Linked DNA regions of Hordeum vulgare: region 2 is linked to region 1. Evidence: chromatin contacts called from public Hi-C data. All regions are on one chromosome and are shown on one strand. Each heading gives the region's core, a stretch centred on a gene start, on an enhancer-like site or on the middle of the called end of the contact. The rest is flanking DNA. Distances are from core to core; before and after follow the strand shown.

Evidence for each region. A called contact is a pair of places that touch in the nucleus more often than the background predicts.
Region 2: a Hi-C map of seedling shows a contact between it and region 1, with 3 times the contacts expected there. The contact joins the promoter of LOC123395679 here to the promoter of LOC123398695 in region 1. A contact is called at or near these places in 4 of 6 Hi-C or Micro-C datasets (leaf, seedling and an unstated tissue) and 1 of 1 datasets of contacts at active chromatin or transcription factors (embryo).

The regions. Positions count from the first base shown.
Region 1 is chr5H:271,804,726-271,811,835 of MorexV3_pseudomolecules_assembly, forward strand. It overlaps LOC123398695 (bZIP transcription factor 16-like), which reads left to right and starts at 2,626. Exons shown (of 4, transcript XM_045093144.1): 1 at 2,626-2,990; 2 at 3,082-3,159; 3 at 3,241-3,306; 4 at 3,383-3,572. The coding sequence starts at 2,670. The coding sequence ends at 3,481. LOC123398694 reads left to right here and starts at 3,848. Exons shown (of 1, transcript XM_045093143.1): 1 at 3,848-4,834. The coding sequence starts at 3,930. The coding sequence ends at 4,625.
Region 2 is chr5H:272,038,699-272,045,816 of MorexV3_pseudomolecules_assembly, forward strand. LOC123395679 (mRNA-decapping enzyme-like protein) reads left to right here and starts at 2,948. Exons shown (of 8, transcript XM_045090710.1): 1 at 2,948-3,204; 2 at 3,288-3,328; 3 at 3,426-3,475; 4 at 4,372-4,516; 5 at 5,257-5,313; 6 at 5,448-5,571; 7 at 5,955-6,401; 8 at 6,484-6,784. The coding sequence starts at 3,013. The coding sequence ends at 6,534.

The DNA of each region.
Region 1 (7,110 bases), core at 1,376-3,875:
CAGAATAGCTTCAAAAATAATCACGAAATTAAGCATTTACGATCATGAAACTACAAACCGGTTGCTTGAATAAAACCATAAATAAATGCACATTTTTTATGTAAAGTTGATCTCAAATCGAATCTTCGTTGTGTAGATCGAAAGAGATAAGGAAGAATGAGATTAAAGAGGAGGTTAATGGAAGGTAGGAGAAAATAGCACATACAAGATGTATATTAGCTCGCATCCCTCATGTATCCTTTTGTGAAGGAGGTCCGTCACTAACATTAGAGGTGGCTCGACTGAGTCTAACTCGCAAAAAAGACCAATTCAGTATTTCTTCACAACCAAATCCATGCCTTCTTTAAGATTCGTGGAGGACATAAAACACATGCAAGTCATGCAATCAAATGGACTAAATTCCAACTGCACTAACCTGATTAGACCTAATACAGCCTATTAAACACGACCATAATTTCTCCGATCGGTGATGCTCCTTCCTTTTCGGTTTATAGGACTCGTCTCAAAATTTTATGATTTTTAATATATTACTTAATTCATATAGTAAGAAAAAGGAAATTAATGATTATTTATATAAAAAAAACTCATGCACCATGCAAATTCAATAAAAGAAAGGATGCTATATTTATTATTTCGTAAATCGAATATATAAAAAACATTTTATTAGCTAGCTAAAACTAATCATCCATGATCCATATCCATTCATAATATGGGATTTCAGATTTAAACCTTGTAAACCGGGAATAAGAGCATGTCTAGTAGAGCCCTTAAACCCTTAAATAAACAGAAATAACCGTTTTTTATGGATTAAAACAAAAGAATGATAAATAGTAGAACCCCTGAACCCCTAAACCCTTAAAAAAATTACGGATTGGATCTGAGGTTGCCCTTCCAATCTGTAAAAATGAGGATTGGAGAGGGAAACCCACCTTCAACCCGCACTCCACCGGTCGTTGCGCGGGAGGGAAATTTCCCTTCGCGCGCTCCCTCCCGTCGCCCCCGCGGCGAGCCATGGAGGCGCCGCCGGACTCCTCCGTCGCCCCTGCCGCCCTGCCCGCGTCCTCCCTCCCTCCGCCCGTCGCCCCGCCCCTAGCCTCGGCCTCGACGACGCCTGCACCGGCCCCGTCCTCGCTCCCTTTGCTCGCGCCGGAGGTGCCGTCGGTGGTGGCCGCGACAATGGAGGTGGGCGCCGGCCAGGCCAAGCTCCGGCAGCCACGCCCCACCGTCCGCCTCGCGCTCCTCCCACGCCGCGCCGCTGGGCTCCGCTGCGCCCCCAACGATGCCGCGGCCACAACCGCCGAGCCCGAGCAGCAGTCTGGGGAATAGGGAGGAGGAGTTCGTGCTCCTCGCCTCCAACCGCAACGAGTTCAACGAGGTCATCATGGTCATCGGCTCACCCTCCAACCGCTACCTCGTCCTCGTCCTTCTCCTGATGAAATTTCGTCAGTGGGTGTTTGTGATCTTTTATCCGCTTTCATATGTTTGCTGTCCACTTCAAAAAATTTGCTGCAGCTCCTCAAGTATCTAAATCCTGGCCTCATGTGCATATGTTGTAACCTGAAATCCCTCGGATCTTCTCATTGAGAGGTGAAGTCTGAATGTATGCCCACTTGTCCTTAATCTCTTGGGAGAATTATCTTGATTTATACTACAGCCAAAGACTAAATTATATCAAATTATGAGCTTGAGGTGGTAACATCTAATTTCCAATAGGGGGAGAGGGAATCGTGAATTTAGCATTTTTTTTAAATATGCCCACTTCTCTAGTCTTTTGGAGAATTAGATCACATTTGAAACTTAGTTGAATGGTACAAATAAATACGGGAAAACAATGAATAGATAGTTTCAGGATGAATTCTACACAAATTAATAGCCTATGAATCTGTAATGTGTTTGGTCGTTGTTTGTGTATGCTTTTTCATTATAGAGGCAGCAAGACAAAACTTTTTGTGCTTGGTTCGTGCTTAGGCACATGTGGGGTTGGATGCAAGCACCGGTACCGATCAAATCATGCATCAATGATCTTCATTTCCGTGTTTGTTTGAAGATTGATTGTGTTTTTTTAGTGAAAATTGTGATATGTCAAATGACAGTTTTAAGGGTTGGGTTTGAGGGTTCTATTCTTTGTCTCTGTTTTTTAATCTTTAAAAATGTTAAAAATAACCAATTCTCAACATTTAAAACAGATTTTAGATTTAAAGGTTTGAGGGAGTATAATACGGAACCGACCGAGCCAAGCGTAGTCTTCCAGGCCGTTCCCTCCCGCTCGCAGCCTGTCCTGTCCCGTTCACACGCGGCATTGTTTGCTCCTCTCACTGACAGCGCGGCTCCATTTTGACCTTTTTGGGTCCCACGCCCACCGATAGCACCGAGCATGCGCTCCTCCTCCTGGTTGTGCAGCGGTCCACGTGTAAGTCTGATGCGGCCATACTACCACATCCCACTGACGCTAATGGCCCACCGGGAGGAAGTGAGCGTACGGCTGACGCATGTGCGCCACGTGTCGGCGCTACCTATGTGACGTTGTGTGGCGTGGAGACGTGGCGGCCGGGCACGGGCCAGGGCAAGGTGTACTTGAGCAGGGCACCGGCCGCCGCCCTTCCCTTCGCCTTGGCATCCACTCCCACCCCCTGTCCGCTGCAGATGCCAAGATTGTCCCGGTTGCTCCCATGTCTGATCGTAGCGGCCAGCGGCAATGCCGCCGAGGCGTCTCGGGCGACGTCGAGCTCGACGCGGCCATGGCACTGGCCAACATGGCAGCAACTCTTCCCGCCGTGCAGGGCACGCACACGCAGCATGGCGCCAGCCGTGAGGAGGAGGAGGAGCTGGCGAGCACAAGGCTGACCCTGGAGCTGGGCAAGGTCGGCATCCAGGCGTCGTCGTGCTCCAGTAGCTCCAGCGCCGGGTGTCCCTCGCAGCAGACGCGGGTCGCCGTGGCGGCTCCAGGCGGAGGGGGCTACGGCCCAAGGCCCCGGCACACGCTCACCGAGGTAACTCACCGGGGCACGTAGGGTATGTCGCATGGACGCAAACCGGTGCTGGCTCTTACTTGACCCCTAGTTTCTTGTGCGAATCCAACAGGCTGAGAAGGAGGCAAAGCGGCTGCGGCGCGTGCTCGCGAACCGGGAGTCTGCGCGCCAAACCATACTCCGCCGTCAGGTTATAACCTCTTGTCTTTCATATCAGTTTTTCATTCTAGCATCTATGACAATTCATCTACCAGTGTTTGTCTTAATTCAGGCGATCCGAGACGAGCTGGCGAGGAAAGTTGCGGACTTGTCGTCACAAAACGAGAGCATGAAGAAGGTATACCGATAGATTCATGTAGCAGCAAGAATGGCAATCAACCCATGTTAATTCTCCTTTTTTTTTTGTTGCGCAGGAGAAGGAGGCAGTGATGCAAGAGTATCTCACACTCCAGGAGACGAACAAGCAGCTGAAAGAACAGGCACGACATCATCTGCCGCTTCCATTATTCTAGCGATCTTTATTGTTTTTTATAAGTATACTTACTACTAGTGTGAGGGCAGACAGAATCTAGCATCTTCGGAGCCTCCAGTTGTTCCCCTGAAAGCGAGCCACATGACTGCACTTTACCAGTAACTAGTAACAGTAGTACTCCGGACTTTTAGTCGCTAGGCCATCGAGCAGTCATCGGAAACACAAGTCATAGTCGAATTGGAACTGAAGTACCCAACTGTACGTAGTTCTTGATGCCATATGTATGGATAAAACGACATGCGTGTTTCTATATTTGGCTTTCTGCCAAGATATCTTTGTTCTTTAATTTGTGGCCGAAAGTTGCCGCACACGCTTCAGCTCTTCTACTGCTCATGCCCACAAGAGACGTATGAGTAGCTACTGGTAGGTTGTCCTGCTTGTTCATACGAGCTTTTTGCCGGCTTGTCCAGGTCTTCGGAGCTTTACCAATGGCGTTTTTGAATCGTCCCTCTGCGTGCAAAGAGAACCAAACACCTGGAGCGAAGCTTGCTGTGATCCTGACTACCGTGAATGCGTTTCTCCATCTGCAGGTTACTGCGAAGACGGCGGAGAAGGCGCCACCGCCGGTGGTAACGTCTATGGACACGACGCCACCAGCGGAGCAGCGGGCAGAAGCCACGGTGTCCACGGCGGCCCCGCTGGACGCACCCCGTGCGCCGGGATTCCTTTACACAACAGCTGGGCCCTCGGCCGTGCGCGTGCCGTATGTGTGGGGCTCTTGGCCGTACAACCCGAACGCCAACAACCCGGGCGGCGCCGCCAGCACTGCACACGCTCCGCCGCTCTGCCTTCCGCCCTTCGCGTGGTACTACCCCGTCGTCACCGACCCACATGGTTCGCCGGCGACATCTTACGCGCAGCCGCTCCATGAGACGACGAGTGGGGGCGGCAGCCAGGGTACCGGCGGCGGAACGGCCGAGGAGGACATCGACGACGACTCATGCTCGCTCACGCTGGGGCTTGACGTCGACAGGAAGTGTGCGACGAGCGCCGACAACGGCAGCAGCCGTGCTGTGGCGGGCGACAGAGAGAGGGCGGTGATGGCGGCGGAGGCGAGAAAGAGGAGGAAGGAGCTGACGAAGCTGAAGCAGACGCATCTCGGTGGTCGTCCTGGAGACGAGTAGGTCTCGATCGACGCCATTGACGGGGGATGACACTATTGATTTTCTTCTTTCTAGCTGGTCGTTTCATTTCGGTTCTTACGTTGTTATCTGGTTTGGTTACGGATATTCGTTTCGGGTTAGGGTCCAGATGATCCTGTAAACTCGTCCGAACAGAATCGCCAAGATGCTCATGAACTAGTGTACATTTTGGTCTATTTTGAGAGTACGCATTTCAGCTGCACAGTGAAACGGAGTACAGTCAGATGCATTTATTAGCACAGTTGCCGGTAACTATCCGTTGGTACTCACTCCGGCTGAATTTACAAGACATGCTTATGTGATGAAAAATATCTGCCCTGATGAAAAATATCTCCCCTAATAATAAAGCGCGTAGCGCTTCCGTCGTCGGTCATTTTGCAGAAAAACCCTTGCAGTTTCAGGTAATTAACCCACAATCCAATTTTAAGTCAGACTGAACCGTTTTCTGTCATTTTGCACAAAAGTCCTCACAGTTTTAGATAATCAGCCCGCGGTCCATCTTGTAGTCACAGCCGAGCCGTTTTTGCATTTTTCAGAAAACTCCCTGATGTTTCAGGTAATCAACCCGCCTCCTCTCGCTCCTCGTCCCTGCCTCCTCGCCTTCGTCCTCCTCCGCTTCTCCGCCCTGCTGGACCCCGGCGCCGCCGTGCCCCGCGTCAAGCGATCCCCTTCCCTGCCCCTCCGCTTCCGCCATGACGGCGCCTTCAAGATCCTCCAGGTCGGCACCTTCGCTCGCTCGCTCGCTCGCCTGATTTCCCCTGCATGCCCGCGCCTCGCCCGCTGACCCTTGCTCGTAGGTGGCGGACATGCACTTCGGCAACGGCGCCGCCACGCGCTGCCGGGACGTGGCGCCGGAGGTCGGCGGCGCGCGCTGCTCCGACCTCAACACGACCCGGTTCCTGCGCCGGCTCATCGAAGCGGAGAGGCCCGACCTCATAGCCTTCATCGGTGCGTGCTTTGGGTTGCTCCCCCCGCCGCTTCTCTTCTCACACATCCACTGCTAGGTGGCCATCTAGCTCCAGAGATCGCGACTCCAGCTCATGGGATCTCCCCTGGCAGTCCCTGCCATTGATAGTCTTGCAGATTTGTCAGTTGAAATGGTGCAACGGCATTGAAATTGGATCCAATCGATTAGTTGGTCACTTTGCCTGTAACATACCAGCGATATACAGCGGCAAAGTTGGTGCTCTATGTGGTGCCAGCTTGATGGAGCTTGTGAGTTGACTTTATGAATGCTTCCCGTTTGCATTCAGATTTCAGAGGGGTGGCTGGAAATGTTCACTATGGGTTACACTCTTATCGCCTATCTACTTGTAGCTCATCGATGCTCGACTGTTATTGATGGCATTTGTATAACCCCGCGACCCCGCGGGAATTTACTTCGTAAGAAATGTGGACCCATTGTCACTGATGCTTACGGGTTTAATACTGGATAAAGCTAATGTCAGAGTACTAAGCTTACATTCTTCTTTTATAATTATATCTGAGCGAGTTCTCTGATGTATGCAAGGGATTCACACATCGCTCCTCTTGGTTCTGAACTTCTGATGATGGCCATCGTCGGCAACACAAATGTGATGTCATATGAGAATATATTGCGTTCAAAGCGTGTGTTATTTTCTCTTTCGTTGCAACGCACGGATTTTTTTGCTAGTATATTTAAAAACTACATCCTCTTAACATTTAAAAAAAAACTATATTTGCTTAAGATTTTTTTTCTTCATATAATGTATATTTAATTACTTAAATTAATGATTTAAAATGACGCACATGTCACGTGTGACAGCAACTGGACTAACGTCATGCGTTATATGCCAAATGGGCTACTCCCTCTGTTAACTTAGGCATGGTTCATTAATTTTCATCTTATTTCTTATTCTTTTAGTCATGAACTTTTAGTCATGAATAAAACAATCAATCAATAAAAGACGTGAGACAGGTATGTTTTTAATAACTTAGGATTACCTAATACATCATGCAATGATTAGTTCATTGCATGTAATAATATTAATTAGTAAATAAATATATTTTTTTTCGTCTTGATCGCGGTGCACAACGTAAGGTGACTTATAAACCCAAACGAAGAAAGTACCGTTTTGTGCCCTGCTCACAGCCTTAATGTGGAAGCCTAGTCCTAACCAGCAAGACCCAAACCCCAAGCAGTCCAAACCCCAAGCAACCATACCCAGTACCAGCCTTGTAGCTTCCTGTTGACGCTTAAAAGCGACACAATCGTAAAAGTTGTTTAAAACTATGTGAAAATTAATTCAAACTTATGATTGAAAGTCATCATGAGATAGCTTTCTTCGACAAGATCAAGATGGATATGAAGCTAGTCTAAGACGGAGCTCGGATGTAAAAGTTATGACAAATTCTGAGATGTTCATATAGACACCAGATTAAAGAATGTCATGAAACTTGATTGAGGTTATCTGTGATGGAAAATATTTCAACATGAAAGTTGTGC
Region 2 (7,118 bases), core at 1,698-4,197, 230 kb after region 1:
GGCTAAGAAGAGAGAGAAATTTGCGGCCTGACACAAGATTTTAAACACCAAAAAATGTTCGACTATAACCGATGACGGTGCCGCTGCGTTCGACCGTTCAGGTATCAAACGGACTCCGATTACGCCAAAATTTGGCAGGTGGTCTACCTACATTAAAATAAGACCTCATGCCAAGTTTTAACTCAATGTGAGAATATTTTAAATACACTTTTAAAAACAATATTTTAACGATGCCGCATGCGCGTGCATGTGTGGTTGGACTGAAAACGAACAACGACGAAAACGGAGAGAACCAGCAACTAACAACGGAACCGAGTTTTGAAAACTGGTGGCAACAGAGTGTCGATGCAATGCGAATGATGCGCATGATGCGATGATGAATGCGACAAACAAATAATTAACAAAGTGACAATGGAATAAAAGGGGAATCTTCTAGAGCGTCGGTCTCGGGCTGTTATAGAGGGCGAAGGCCTTAGACTGCTGACCATTGATCATCGCCTTAAAGGAGGCCGAAGCCAGGAGCCCACATATCCACGAGCACCACCGACGTCCAAAGCCCCTTCTCATGAGAACCTCAAGCAAAAACTCCGAAGATGGGTTGTCGAAGGCTTTTGAAATATCAATTTTCATCAAGACCGCGGAGGTTTTCCTTCCATGCAACAATTTCGCCGTATTCTTCACGAGCTTGAAAATCTCGTGGATATTTCTAGCACACACAAAAGCGCACTCAGCCTTAGAGATCAGAATGGGAGAAGGGGTGCCAGCCTGCCTGAGAGGATTTTGACGAAGATCTTGGCAGCAAATGGATGAGATTAATCATTGTGAAGTCCGACAAATCAACGATATCCGCCTTCTTTGGGAGAAGAGTGATCAGAGACGAATTGAGGCAATCGAAGGAACCAAACCTCCCGGCATGCAGTGTCCGAAACACTCAAAGCAGGTCAACTTTAACAGTGTACCCAACATATTTTGAAGAACAACCCGGTGAAATCGTCCGGGCCAAGTGCACGTCAGATGACATATCCATAATCTCCCGGCTAAAGACAATATGGCAGCCAGATTACTGCTAAAATTCAATTTTCACTTACGGATGTTGCCGCTTCGTCGAGCTTTTTTGCAACTATGTACAAGTAGACAAGCCTCATGCTCAGGAATTTGACACGAATCATGAAAATTTAATAAAGAAAGTCCATGACAACTTACCGTCACATGCAATTAATGGCTACTTTTTTATATCACATGCAATTACTCGCTACTTCATTGTATTGATCAAAGTAGTGTAAAAACAGATGGATTAGAACCTATAACTCGATTCTGCCGGTCGTTAAACTTAGTTACCACAAAAAATCTTAAATTTATTTGATGGACGTGGTTATCGAGTGCATGAGCGCCCGCTCGCGGTAGTGGACGCACCTAAGGACAACCAACCACGTGTATTTATTAGCGTTTCAAAAAATTCAAAAAGTCATAACTTTTGAACCAAGCGTCAGAATGACGATTCGTTTTCACGGCTGTGTTTCTTACGACGAGCTCTTCAAAACTAGATCCCATATGGATAGGTTTTGACAAACTTTTTTTTAGCAACTTTATGTGCTAGATGAGGCAACTTTAGTCCTATAGGCAAGCAACTCCTTTCCCCTTAGTATGGCTATCTATCAATGAAGAATTCTTCTAAGTTGGTTACCACGACTAACAGTTGACTAGATTCACCTCTAAAAGCTTTACATAATTAAATAATGATGATCACTTGCCTATGATTGATGCTCAGTTGCCTACAAATATTATGAAATTGCTCAATTTTGATGCTCAGTTGCCTATAAAATACTATAAAATTGCTCAATTTTAATGCTCGGTTGCCTATTACTGATGGTCAGTTGCCTACATTTGATGTTTAGTTGCCTGCCATTAATGCTCAGTTGCCTGCTATTTGTGAATAGTTACCATAATTGCACTCGAGTATCACAAAAAGTTAGCAACTTTTAGTGTTTTTTGTGTAACTCGAGTGCATTCAACAAGCAATCCATGTGTACACACATGATGCAATTTATCTATCATCAAAGTTGCTTCTGTTTAGCACTAATTTGACTCATATACCATTGGAGTTGTTTTTGAAAAAAATTCTTCAAAACATATTCATATGGGATCTCGTTTTGAAGAGTTCGTCACGAGAAACCCAACGGTGAAAACATATCATAATTTCGACACACGGTTTGATAGTTATAGCCTTTTAGATTTTTTCATACATGAACTAATGGATATCCAACGCATGTGGAGCTGAGCATGCACATCCGACACATAATTTAACCATTTAAGTTTGGAAATAACTGACCACATTTGCCATATGGTGGCTAAAGGGTGAAGTTATTTAACCTTATAGTCATGATAGATAATTTCGAAGGAATTTTCGTTGATAGGCAATCATACTACGCACACTAATAAAAGTTACTTTTCTTTAGCACTAAAGTTGCCTAAATATCACTCCACAGTTGTTCAATTTTTTTTGTCGAAACCTATTCATATGAGATCTAGTTTTGACGAGTTCATCGTAAGAAACACAACCGTGAAAACGAATCATCGTTTTAAAGCTTGGGTCAAAAGTTATAGTATTTTGAAAAAAAACCAGAATAAAGTGGAATAACTTGCTACACACTTCCGCGTGAAGGTGCACTCGTTTCAACAAAATAGTACAGCTACACTATTTAGTATTTGGGTTATTTTATATATACCCGTTGCAACGCACGAGTCTTTTGATAGTAGATATAAAATGGATATATATTTTTTTTGTTAATCAAAATTCTTTAAAAAACAAAAAAGGCCCGGACTATTTTTTTTTACAACAAATAGGGTCCGGACTATGCGATACCGTATAATATTTGAGAGCGATTTGGCGATCCGCGTCGTCTTATTATGGTGTGACGGTTCCACAAACAGCAAACATCCCACTCGATACTCGATAGCTCTCAGATCCCCCGTCCCCACCCCGACCCCCAGCAACCCGGAGGCGACCTCGCGATGCCGCCGCCACCGCCGCCGCAGCCGCACCCGAACGGGGGAAAAGTAACGCCGAACCTGGCCATGGACGCCGAGGGCACGCGCCTGCTTAACCTCACCGTCCTGCAGCGCCTTGACCCCGCCGTCGAAGACATCCTCATCACCGCCGCACACGTCACGCTCTACGACTTCAACATCGACCTCAACCAGTGGGTGAGGGCTCCTCTCTCGTCCGATGCCTTTGCTGCACTCGACCACGATCCGTTCCGATCTGATTTTATTTCTGTTTCGTGCAGAGCCGGAAGGACGTGGAGGGATCGCTCTTCGTGGTGAAGAGGTGAGACAGATTGGGGAAAACGTGTTTAGGGTTTATATGTGGGTTTTGTGCGCGTGCAGCAGCTAATTGTATTAGGATTGCGTTGGATTGCGTGTAGGAACTCACAGCCGAGGTTCCAGTTCATCGTCATGAACAGGCGCAATACCGGTACGTGCATCTTTGATCTAAGTTGGTTGGCTGGTCTCTCGTACGTACTGTATTTGATTACCGACGTACTAGTTTATATATTGCACGAGCAGAAGGATCTGTAGTACGCTGGGTCCTTCAAATAGGATAGAGATCACGATGGAACATTCTTTTGTGTCAGTGCGTCCTAAATCCTAAGATTGACTTGTGTTAAGTAGATTGGATCATTATTGATGAAGTAGTGCATTAGTTAGATTAAAATGAATTGGTTATAGTATGTTGCTTGATTCAAACAGATTTGGTCGGCACTGAAAAATTGCATTTATCGGCGATGCTGAGCCACATTAAAAAACAAGTAATTAGATTTTTATGACGCTGTTTTTATTCAGGCTGATAGTTAACTCTCCAGTGATATTGTTACAAGGGATCAGAGATGATCTTAGAGTTTGCTAAAAAAGAAAGAAGAGATGATCTTAGAAAGTTTAGGATCTTGCAGTAGCTCTATGGCTGCATATACAAATCTGATGGGGCCTGTAGCACTAATTCTTGGTCAATGGATCAACTGGAGAAATCTGATACACATCAAGATAGTATCGATCTAAATTCTTATTATGTTTTAGATAGATTTAGTGTGGAGAAAAGATGTGAACTGTCACATAAACACAAAACAGATGCCCATGTGAACACACTGTGAACAAGGTTTGTCATTCATGTCTGAGTAGACAAAATTTTTGGGGTTTGGCGTTCTGTTTCTCACTGTAGTAAGATAGGTGTGTTTTCGTGATTTGTATTTTTACAAGGTATTTAGAGTGTAGCCATAGACTGACAACTCCTCAGTTTGCCTAGATGCTATTTTTTCTATGGTATATAAAGTAAAGTGATTGGCCCATGAAAATATCGCGTTCTATATTTGACAGATAATCTCGTGGAGGATTTGTTGAGTGATTTTGAATACGAACTCCAGCCTCCATATTTGTTGTATCGGAATGCCACACAGGAAGTAAATGGCATTTGGTTTTATAACCAACAGGAGTGTGAAGCTGTTGCTAGTTTGTTTGGAAGGTAAAGTTTGTGTACCCCCCCCCCCCCCGCCCCCGCCCCCGCCCTCCTGGGTCAGTGCCTTATTTTTCTTTTTACAAGTGTGTAGTCAGTGTACCCAATCACCCCACTTTTGTTATCTTCGGTACTAAAATATTTAGTATTTAGTGCTGTTCAGTTTACGTACTCGCACACAATGTATATAGTTTGGCGAACACCAAATATATATTGTAATAACAAGTGGTGAAAGTTTAAGTTTTTAGGATCATGCAAACATTAAAATATGACATCTTTAGGAAACTGGAGGAAGAATTTGACTTTGGAAGTTTTGTTTACTCTAGTTGAACTGTCGAATACTGAGAACTGTCGAATATTCTATTTGCCATTGTTTATAAAGCGGTAAAGCGACCTAAAGCGAGCACCACCCGCTCTAATGCTTAAGTGACGCCTAAGTGCCTAAAGCGGGCAAATATCTAAGGCGCTGCCAGGGCGCCTTGTCGCTTAAGCTTAAGCGATGCATAAGCGTCTGAAGCGGGATGCTTTATAAACAATGCTATTTGCATTTAGGCATTGAACTGCTTAATTAGTCCTTAGTATGTGGTCTTTGAACTATTTGTTGTCTTAAGTACACATTCACCAATATCTAAATCAGTAGCTGCAATAAATGATTCTATCCTATCGGCAGGAATTAGTACACAATATAGCTGTTGTTTGCTGCTATTCATTTTGCAGTAAGAAATTTTGTTTCAATCCTTTTCGGGCAGGATACTGAATGCTTACGCCAAAGTGCCCCCAAAGCCGAAAGTGTCATCTATAAAAAGGTTCTCTTCTGTACTTGTGAATGTTAAACTTGTTTCATCTCTTGAGTTCATTTGTCCAATTTTATTGTAATTGGAGCTTTGTTTTGAGTTCTGTATTGAATGTACTTCTGCTGAATCATTTTGGTGCGTGACAGTGAGTTTGAGGAATTAGAGGCTGTTCTTACATCCTCTGCCATAGATGGTCCCCTTGAACCTCCTCCATCAGCTACAGCTGTAGTTTCTGATACCCCTGATGAATCGTTTGCCAGTTATTTCAGTGTAAGTTCTCTCTGAACTTTATCATTGTTTCATTCTAATTTGTTCGTGAGATGATACATATTTGCAATAGTTTGGTCATGGTTGGGGGGTTAACTCGGTCCTAGCACAACTCAGTCCTCATTTATTATTTTGTTTGAGAAAATGATGCGAGGTTGGTTCATCACCACTGCAAAGGCTAGTAAAGAGAGGAAGGAAACAACTCCTAAATTTCCTTGCTTAAGCTCATTAGTGTATCTTCATTTATCTGGTTTATGAATTCATTGTCCATTGTGTTTCTTGAGTTATAAATGTATACCAGTGCTATCTAAATATGGTACTTTCACTGTACTGTTATTCATAGTGTCAAATGCGCCCGTTGAATTCTATCTGGACAAAACTTACAGGGTGTTGCTAACGCTGGGAATGTACCAACGGCACCAATGACTGGAAGAGCTCACCCACCTGCTGAGTCTTTTGCATCCTCCCACATACCAATGATCATGTCATCTGCTGCTCCAACACATCAGATGAGTGCTTCATCAGCCCCACCACTGCCCCTCCACACTAATGTTCATGCTGGCCGCTCAACAGACCTTGTAACTCCGGCGTTCTTTGTGCCTCCATCATCCTCTTCCACATCTTTGGTGCAACCGGCTTCATCCTTGATGCCCACAGCGCCACCTCTTCATCCAACTTCCACATCCAGCCAACGTCCACCATATGGTACCCCACTTCTTCAACCATTTCCACCACCAACTCCTCCTGCATCCCTTACCCCTGCACACAATGATGGACCTGGACCTATTATTTCGAGGGATAAAGTTAAGGATGCCCTCCAGAGACTTGTTCAGGTATGTTCTGCATTGAAAGGAAAAACAAGGTGTGATCTCCCTGCTTTTATATGCTTTTAACACTTCTTCTATTGCCTAACAGAGTGACGAGTTCATCGATTTAATCTACCGGGAGTTGCTGAATGCTCGCTAGCCCTTGTGAGTTTCTGTCTGTGACAAACATGAAAGGAGTGCTTCTGTTCTTTGTGAGTTTTGTATGCCTCTTAGCCTTTAGTCCTCAAAACTACTGTATAGCTTTCTCCTAATGCGTTGATGTAGAGTGCTTCACTCCTTGATAGCAATGGTTGGTAGTATATCGCGGTATCCCTTGTTTCCTATATATTTGTTGTCGTACAGTATATTTATGTAATTGAAAATACTGAGATGAAACAGGTTATGTGCCAGATAGTGCGCCAGAACAGTTATGTACTCCCTCTGTCAACTACAGTAATATAAGAGCGTTTAGATCACTACTTAGTGATGATCTAAATGCTCTTATATTAGCTGATAGAGGGAGTACCATATTCATCTTTATTCTTCGTGTTGCCCCTGGTTTTTCTACGGGGACTCCCAAGCAAAACAGGGAATGTGTTTCTCTTATGACATTGCTTGGCACTCGAAGCTTATACATAGTGAAGAACGTGAGCAGATGGTAGGCTAGTTGGTGCAACACTGGCAGAGAAAATACCCGGCTACCCGCAAGTGCTCAACATGTTTCAGTTTGCACTTCTATGTATC